Linked DNA regions of Callithrix jacchus: region 2 is linked to region 1. The links are chromatin contacts, called in public Hi-C maps. All regions are on one chromosome and are shown on one strand. The core of a region is the stretch at or near the end of the contact, and the rest is flanking DNA. Distances in the headings are between cores, read along the strand shown.

What was found. A called contact is a pair of places that touch in the nucleus more often than the background predicts.
Region 2: a Hi-C map of skeletal muscle shows a contact between it and region 1, with 4 times the contacts expected there. The contact joins two enhancer-like sites. A contact is called at or near these places in 3 of 3 Hi-C or Micro-C datasets (induced pluripotent stem cells and skeletal muscle).

Annotation. Positions count from the first base shown.
Region 1 is chr10:85,353,389-85,357,525 of calJac240_pri, forward strand. All of the region lies in intron 2 of NAV2 (neuron navigator 2), which reads left to right. Among named protein-coding and RNA genes, the nearest start is that of NAV2, 220 kb to the left of the region's middle. Within about 2 kb of position 1,518, at least 4 of the 16 cell types and tissues checked have an H3K27ac peak or open chromatin away from gene starts, as enhancers often do. A contact at or near this core is called in skeletal muscle, where this site is marked.
Region 2 is chr10:85,688,377-85,692,501 of calJac240_pri, forward strand. The region is part of intron 7 of NAV2 (neuron navigator 2); the gene reads left to right. Among named protein-coding and RNA genes, the nearest start is that of DBX1, 250 kb to the right of the region's middle. Within about 2 kb of position 2,100, at least 3 of the 16 cell types and tissues checked have an H3K27ac peak or open chromatin away from gene starts, as enhancers often do. A contact at or near this core is called in skeletal muscle, where this site is marked.

The DNA.
Region 1 (4,137 bases), core at 268-2,767:
GCTCTCAGGAAACCAAAAGAAATGCAAAGGTTTGAATTGTGGGCAGATAGAATTTTCAGAATCTAGAGAAGACCTGAAATCTTCTAATGAGAAGATTTCATTAGACGATTTAGATGGATAAACCAAGACCAGGGAAAAGAAGTGAATTTCTCAAGCCTGCCCAATAGGACAACACCCTCCCTACCAGCTCTCTGTCACTTCCCCCATCTCTCTCCCCAAACGCAGCTCTACTGGTAATATAGGGTTGGTACCAGGACTCAGGAGTCGGAGCTCCATCACAGTTAGGCTGATGTTTATGAATATTGAGGCTGAAAGTGGAATTTAATCATGGTCTGCTTTTGACACTGAGGGACCTTTACAGAGCAGAGTTGATTTTGTCTATAACAACTGGAAAGTAAAATGGACACCTTGATTGGTACTTGAACCCCTGGGTCGGGAGGCAGCCTCGTGTGCCACAGTTTATCTTGAAGTAGCATCCATTAATCAGCTACTTCATCATTTACCAATGTGCTTGTTAAATTGCCAATTCCTGGGCTTTACCCAAGACCCATTGAATCCAGGGTCTATAGGTCATTTTAACATGTATCCCAAGTGGTTCACATGCTCCCAAAAGTTGGAGAACCACCACTGCAATGGAACATCTGGAGTTAAGCTTGCCTGGGTTCAAACCTGGGCTCTGCCAGTTCCCAGATGTATGAACTTCAGTATGCCTGAGCTTCAGGCTCCTGTAACATGAAGAGAGTAGTAATAACTACCTCACAGGGTTATTGAGAGAGTTAAGGGAGGTAAAGCAGGTAAAATGCTTAGCTTGGAGCTTGGCATCTTGCAAATAAATATTAATCAAATCAATTAATTAAAGCAAAGCAAATATATTTAATAAATTAAGTAAATATTGAACAAATATTAGCCGCTACTGTGATATCATTCTTTAGAGACATTCCCTGTCTTCAGCTTTTCACATGGAAGCCAATCGCAGCCTCTGCAATCAGGAGCCCTTGGGGCCCCAGGAGCCCGTCCCCACCTGAACCCCCTTTCCCTACCCCTCCAGGGAAGATGTGGGCTGGAAGAAGGCCCACCCATTCTGTGGCCGGGGCCTTGGGGAGTGCAGTGACAACGGCCACCAGCAGGGGGAAGCATAAGCACATTTCAGGGCACAGCCTGAGTGATCCTTGAGGGTGGGGCGCTCTCTGGGGGAATGGGCTGAGGCTGGGAACAGCGTTTGTTCCCAGAATTTACCCCCACAGTAAACAGGAATATCCGGGGATGCTCACAAGACAGAATCCTACTTTTCCTTTAATTGCTCAAAAAGCGAGACCCTGCGCCGGCTGACACTGGGTGTCTCCCCTGAGGCCGCAGGAAGCGGCTCATTAGCTGGTAATTTTATTTTCACCACCCAGTCGGGCCCTGGCAGGCCCTCGGCAGAGTGCTAGCTGCCGGGCCTTTCTCAGGAGACTCTTGGCAGAGCGCTGATCTGGGCGTCGTGTTCTTTTTCCATTTGGAGAAGCAACTGTGTGAGCTGCCTCACCAGACTTCGCGAGAGGGGTTGAGGGATGGGGCGGGTGTGAATATCCAGACCTGCCCTCTAATTCAGAGGCAAGAGTCAGTTCCCTTCCTGCCGTCCCCTAGAAACCTAGGGTCAGCCGCCGCTTGAGTGCCTATCTTGTGCTATTCTCTACCTCCCACCCCGGTCCCCAGGAGCATGTCAAAGAGGGGAAGCCTGAGGCTCAACGAGATCAGGTGACTTGCTCAGAAACACACACCAATGAGAAGCAAAAGTAATAATGACACTGGGCCAGGCGCGGGGGCTCACCCCTGTAATTCCAGGACTTTGGGAGGCAGAAGCTGGCAGATCACCTGAGGTCAGGAGTTCGAGACCAGCCTGGTCAACATGGTGAAAACCCACCCCTACTAAAAATACAAAAAGATTAGCCAGGCTTACTTGTGGATGCCTGTAATCCCAGCTACTCAGGAGGCTGAAGCAGGAGAATCGCTTGAACCTGGGTTTGCAGTGAGCCAAGATCATGCTACTGTACTCAGTCTAGATGACAGAGTGAGACCCTGCTTGCCTCTCTCCAAAAAAGGCAATAATGGCTCTGGCCACCTAGTACGTGCCCAGTGTATTGCTGGGCTCCGCGGCTATCCTTTCACATTCGTTTACTCTGACAGCAACCAAATCTGTAAAGCCCAATGACTGAGGTTAAAGCCCATGCTTTCTTTCTACCCCACATTGCCTCGAAACCCTTGGAAGTACTCTTCTATTTCCCTAATCTTTCAAATCATTCAAATTCCAATTTGTTCTACAATTAGAGGTCCCCTCTTCCCTCTTCATTCAAGAGTCCTTTGTTGAAAGCTTTGGTGGTGGCTTGATCACATTCTGAATTTGAGATTTGCTTGTAATTAGCTGTCTTGAAAACACCAGTTCCTTGCTAGGCTCTGCTTGTAGGAGCCCAGGAGTCAAGACACCTGAGAAAGGGCTGCATTCATCACTGCTTGTTCCCTTAACCACCCCTTTCATAGTTATCTGGAATAAACTCAAATTTCATTGATTTTCCTACAGTGATAAATTGACAGCCTTCCTTTTTTTCCCACAGAAATTAATGCCAGTAAAATGACTGCCACTCCCTGCTTTGAATACACCGTTAAAATAAACCATGTGTGTGTGCAAACATGTGTGCACCCAGTGAGACGTGCTTTTCAAAGACACTGTCATGCAATGTACACAACACTGTGCAGACATGTCAATTTTCCTCCCGGCTGTCTCTCCATCTAAAGACCAAATGCTCAATGTGGCCTGGCACCCAATGGCAGCTGGAGGAAAAGAACTGCGACTTCACGTTTCTCCTCTGGAGCTCTGGGCTTGCTCTCATTTGCACTGGCAAATTGTAATGTCAGCAGCTGCTTTAAGATAGACTGCAGGACACTGGGCTGCAGCATGAAAAGCTAGCCAAGGAGATTTTTTTTTTTTTTTGAGACAGGATCTTACTCTGTCACCCAAGCTGGAGTGCAGCAGCACCGTCACAGCTCACTGCAGCTTCAACCTCTGGGGCTCAAGCAATCCTCTCACTTTTCAGCCTTCTGAGGAGCTGGGACTACAGGTGCATGTCACCATACCTGGCTAATTTTTGTGGGGGTTTTTTCGTTGTTTTTTTTTTAAGAATAGGGTTTCATCATGTTGCCCAGGCTGGTCTCAAGCTCCTAGTCTCAAGTGATCCACCCGCCTTGGCCTCCCAGTGTGCTGGGATTACAGGCGTGAGCCACTACGCCCTGCCCAAGATGGTCATTTTAATATACAGTTGTTACAGGCAAGCAAATAACCTCCAGTCTGTAGAGCTCTCTCTGAGTCAAAAGGATACCATGGCTAAATTCCACCTTTAGGTTCAAGGTGATTCATAAACTTGAGAAGTTTTGTGAACACTATTTGGCTCAGTTACTGAGATTCTTTGTGTCATTTTGTCAGCCACCTCTGTGCCTGACAGACAGGGAGCTCAGGCAGGTGGTTGGTGCTGCTTGTGGATTCCGATGTTTCAGAACTGCTGGTTAGGTGGAAAGTTCATGCTGTAGAGAGGAAGATGAGTATGAGACAGAGAATCCACATTTATGCAACACCAGACATTATCCTGGGCACACTCCATCCTTACAGCCATGTCTTAAAGGTACTTGTTTATGCTCTGTCCAGCATCCAGGGAAACAAAGGTCTGGAGAGACATGATAACTGGCCTGTGGTTACCAAGGATCTGAAAGACACACCCACAAAGGCCTAACTCAAATCCATGTATTTTCACCACTGCCTGTAAGACAGAATCTTCCACATATTATATTTATTTGTTTGCATTTATTCATTTTCTGAGAAAGGCCTCCACTTTCTGCAGCTGTCACTTTTGCAGGCAATGAGGACACCTTCCGGAAACGAGAAATCTGCATTAGACCAGAGACTGGATGATGGAGGGCTGTTTCTGGAATATTTATCCCCGCAAAGTAAATATTTCTGTCTCCACCATGTTCCAGAATTTCCCTGTTGACGCTTCATAGATACTTCTTTTTCTCCTCTCTTGAACATCCAGCTATTGCCGGGGACAGGATGACAGGGTGCGACTGGTTCTTTTCACTTCTGACTGTGGACTTCTTGAAGCCAAAGGA
Region 2 (4,125 bases), core at 850-3,349, 340 kb after region 1:
CGGCTAAGGTTGAGGCTAGCTACCTTGAAGTCTTTCCAAAGGCTTTGGCATATCTGCCTTTTGGATGAGCTTAACTAAACAGAGAGCTTTTGAGGTCCAGGGTGGGTGTGGGAGCTCTCAGGGCACTGGAAGTAATATTGTGGTGGGGTGGGAGGAGGATATATTGAGCTTTTCTTGGCCCACCCTTTCACTCCCTCCTTCCTCCCTTGACCTCTTCCTCATCCTCACTCTCCATCTGCCATAGTTAACTCTCCAACACCAGGAGGAGGAGACATTTGCAGAGTGCTGGTCTGTATTTAATGAATGAATAAGTGCCTCTATCCTCTGCAGCACTGTCCAACAGTACTTTCTGCAATGATGGAAATAGTCTACACTCTGTGCTGTGTAATATGGTAGCCACTAGGACTACATGTGGCTATTAAGCAATTGACATGTGGTTAGTGCAGATGAAGAACCAAAGTTTAAATGTATTAAATTTTAATTCATTTAAATGGCCACATGTAGCTCGTGGCTGCAGTATTTGACAGCACAGCTCTGGATAATCATTCATTGAGCAGCCAGTAAGTCCGGTGCTGAAGTCTGTCATTACAAAAATGTCATTCTGGACACAAAAGGCCAAATATTGTGTGATCCCATTTATATGAAATCTCCAGAGTAGGCAAATCTATAGACACAAAAAATAGATTGGTGGTTGCTAGGGCTGCAGGGTTGGGGTAAGAGGAGGAATGAGGAGCGGCTATAGAGTTTCTTTCTGATATGATGAAAATGTTTTAAAATTAGATTGTGGTGATGGTTGAGCAACTTCATGAGTAGATTAAAAACCATTGAATCACTCAAAATGTGTGAATTTCATGGTATGTGAATTATATACAATGGCTTTCTGTTCATACCATACTCAAGTAGATATTATAACTCTTGCTTTTCTCCTACCCCCAAAATATTCATAGTTAAATGTCTCCCCTTCCTTGGACCTCAGTTTCCCTCAATAAAAAGAGGGTATTGATTTTGCCTCAAGGATAGTAAAGAAGAGTGTTTCTGGTCTTCCTTTCCCCGTATGTACTTAACTTTAATCTAGTTCATATTGGATGGGACTATACCTCCTCATTCTGGGATTCCAATTCCAGATGCTGGCCCATTCCAGGAGCACCCAGGCAGTAAACAGAGCATTGACGCAGGTAACCAGCCACCCTGCGGTAGCCGTTCCCTCTGGAACCACAGCATAGATAGAAGGTCTTTGGTGCTGGCCAAGGAATTTTAAGTAATGACTGAGACATTTCTCTTTCTGCCTCTGATCTAGATAAAAACAGATCATAACCTTGAGTTGGCAGTTGATTCTAATGCACAGAAACAGCTTTCCATATCCTCAGTGAGCAAAGATACTAGCTGAGGAAGAGGTGGGGAGTTGGGGGTGGGAGGAGATTCTTGGCTGTAAAACATCTCATGGTTTTCTGAGGTTTGTGGTCCAGGGATCCTGTGGAATCTCTCTGGGAAGCACATTTCTTTAGAAGCAAGCTTGGTCTTTTTCTTCTCCCACTTGTCAGCTGCTCTTTTTGAAATCAAAAGCCTGCCAAAGGGTTGGAAATTAGTGACATCAGAAGAAGTAATGGTTGCCATCATGTTCCTCCTCCTCCTCTTCATCACTATCCTAAAGCCGTCCATGTGTGTCAACAGCAGATATTACAAATGCCTGCCTTCTAAATAACTTTAAGACCTGCTTATAATATACATGAGGCATTGGACTGAAAGGGGGAACTGAAACAGTAACAAGGAAAATGGTAACTGTAGCTGCCCATCATGGGGTGGTCAAGTTATTATGCGCCTGGAGGTGTGTTACGTACTTTACATACATAGCTTCATTTAATACCTCACATCACTACTGGGAAGTGTGAGTAGTAATATTTCCATTTTATAGATAAACTGAAGCTCAGAGTGGTTAAATAATGTGTCTATATTATGCAGCTAATAGGGCCAGAGTTGAGATTTGAACCAGGATCTGCATCATTGCAAAGCCAACATTTTGCTTTTAACCATCATGCTATTATACAAGCTAGTTTTTACTTAATTCACTAATCATTGAGCCCCTCCTTTACATTAAGTGCTATATAAATTGCTGGAGGTACAATTATGAACAAAACAGCAAGTGCCAGATGAGTGGTCCAGGCAGTCAGAGTCACAAAAATTCAGAGAAGAAAGTGGTAGCTAAGGGACTGAGAAGGTAGGCAAGGAGAGTTCATATAGAATTGGAGCTTAAAGGAGGAGTATGAACTTCTTGAAATTGTTGTATAGGGATACTCTAAATCAGAGGGGTTCAGGAGTTTGTTTTCTGATATATGAACATACTAAGAAAAAGCAAAAATGACCAAACAGTGCATGTAAAAAGATCATGATAATTTGAACTCATTTTTATGAGGACAATGATCACTTCTCCCACCACATGCTCTTATGTGTAAGGTAATGCTTTATCCCTGTCTCACTGGCTTTTACAGTGACATCATTTTGCAAACACATTTTTTTGGTCTCGAGTTTCTCTAGGGCAAGGACAGGGCTCAGCAAATATTTGTGAGCTGGAAGTGAACTCTGGCCTGAGATCCCAGCATGTGCCAGATGCTGTGCTTGGAATAGGGACAGGATCAGTAGCAGAGAAACAGACATTTGTAATATCCTGTGATAAGTGTCTATAGGACATTTATGTCTGGAAGGAGCATCCAATCCAACCTTGGAGGAGTCAAGAAAATATCCTGGAAGAAGTGAGGTCTAAGCTGAAAAGTGCATTAGCTCTGTAGAATAAGGAAAGAGTATTCTAGACACAACAGTGTATCCAAAGTCTAAGTGGTAAAAGGGGACACGGCATGATAGAGGGAAAGAAAGTCGAGTGTGTATATGTGTGTAGGTGTCTGAATGAAGGAGGCAAAATGACTTTCTCAATTCTACCCAGAAAATTGATGCTAGACTCCAAATTTTATGAGGGCAGAAAGCATGCCTGTCATGTTCAATAAATCCTTGTTGAAAGAATTGAGAGGATGGTGGCCAAAATGGGATCAGAAACCAGGCTTTCTGAATCTCTTTTGTGATTTACCCTGTCACCTCACTCTAAGAATTCTTGGTCAATTCCAAATTGACCTCAGATGGTGGATGATCTAGAATGCCAATCCAAGCCAGTCAGGGCAGAGCTGCAGCAAAAGTGGAGAGACTGCAAAGTCCTATCTGCTAATAACTTGGTTGGCTTACAGCAAAAGGGAGAGTGCATCTTGATCCAGTGATGTTTATTTATGGACACAAGAAACCTGATAGAGCTCTGTAGTGATGAAGTTCCAAGCCACTTAAATCCTAGTAAGTTTCAGCATCTGCTAGCAAAAGGCAGCCCTCAACCTTTGAGAGCACAAGTGGTAACATCTGCAGCCACTCTAGCGATTCCAACTGGCAAAAATGATGGATTGCAGGCATTTCATCATTCAATTTCTACTAGGTTACATCCTGACTTAATCTTTTGGTGGTTACATTCTAATTTTCAAGCAAAATGTCTGTGTTTGGTAGCAGTTCTTTAACTTTATCTCATTAAATAAAGTTTAGTGAACTGTCAAAGACAAGATGAGCTAGGGCCAATGTTTTTGAAATAGAAAAACTGGAAATGGAATTTACATCTGGACTCTAGGACATTTTGCTGCCTTCACTTGCAGAATAAGAGCAAAAAAGTGATTCTTGTATGTTTCTGTATCTCTTGCAAAAGTCCTCTTTGCTTTCAGACACCACGGCTTTGAGCAAATGTTTATATTCCACTTAAACACATTTGGACTTTAATGTCCGTGCTGCTGATTACCAAAATGAAAAATAGATGAAGCAGAAAAGAAAATTCGTTTAAATGTAGTATTTTAGAATGTCTGACACCCCTTACCCAGCCCCATGAGACTGGTCACTGTTGATCTTTGTGTCCCCGTAACCTGGCACAGAATAGACATGCATTAAATGAAGGAATGCATTCATTAGAGTTCATGCCAAATGCCCATTGTCATAAAGACCATCTGTTAGTTTAACTGGAAACCCTCGCCCTTGGGACCATGTCCTCATGGGCATGTGTCGTCTTCTAACCCTGATATAAATTTCCGGGAGACCCAGACTGTGCCTTGT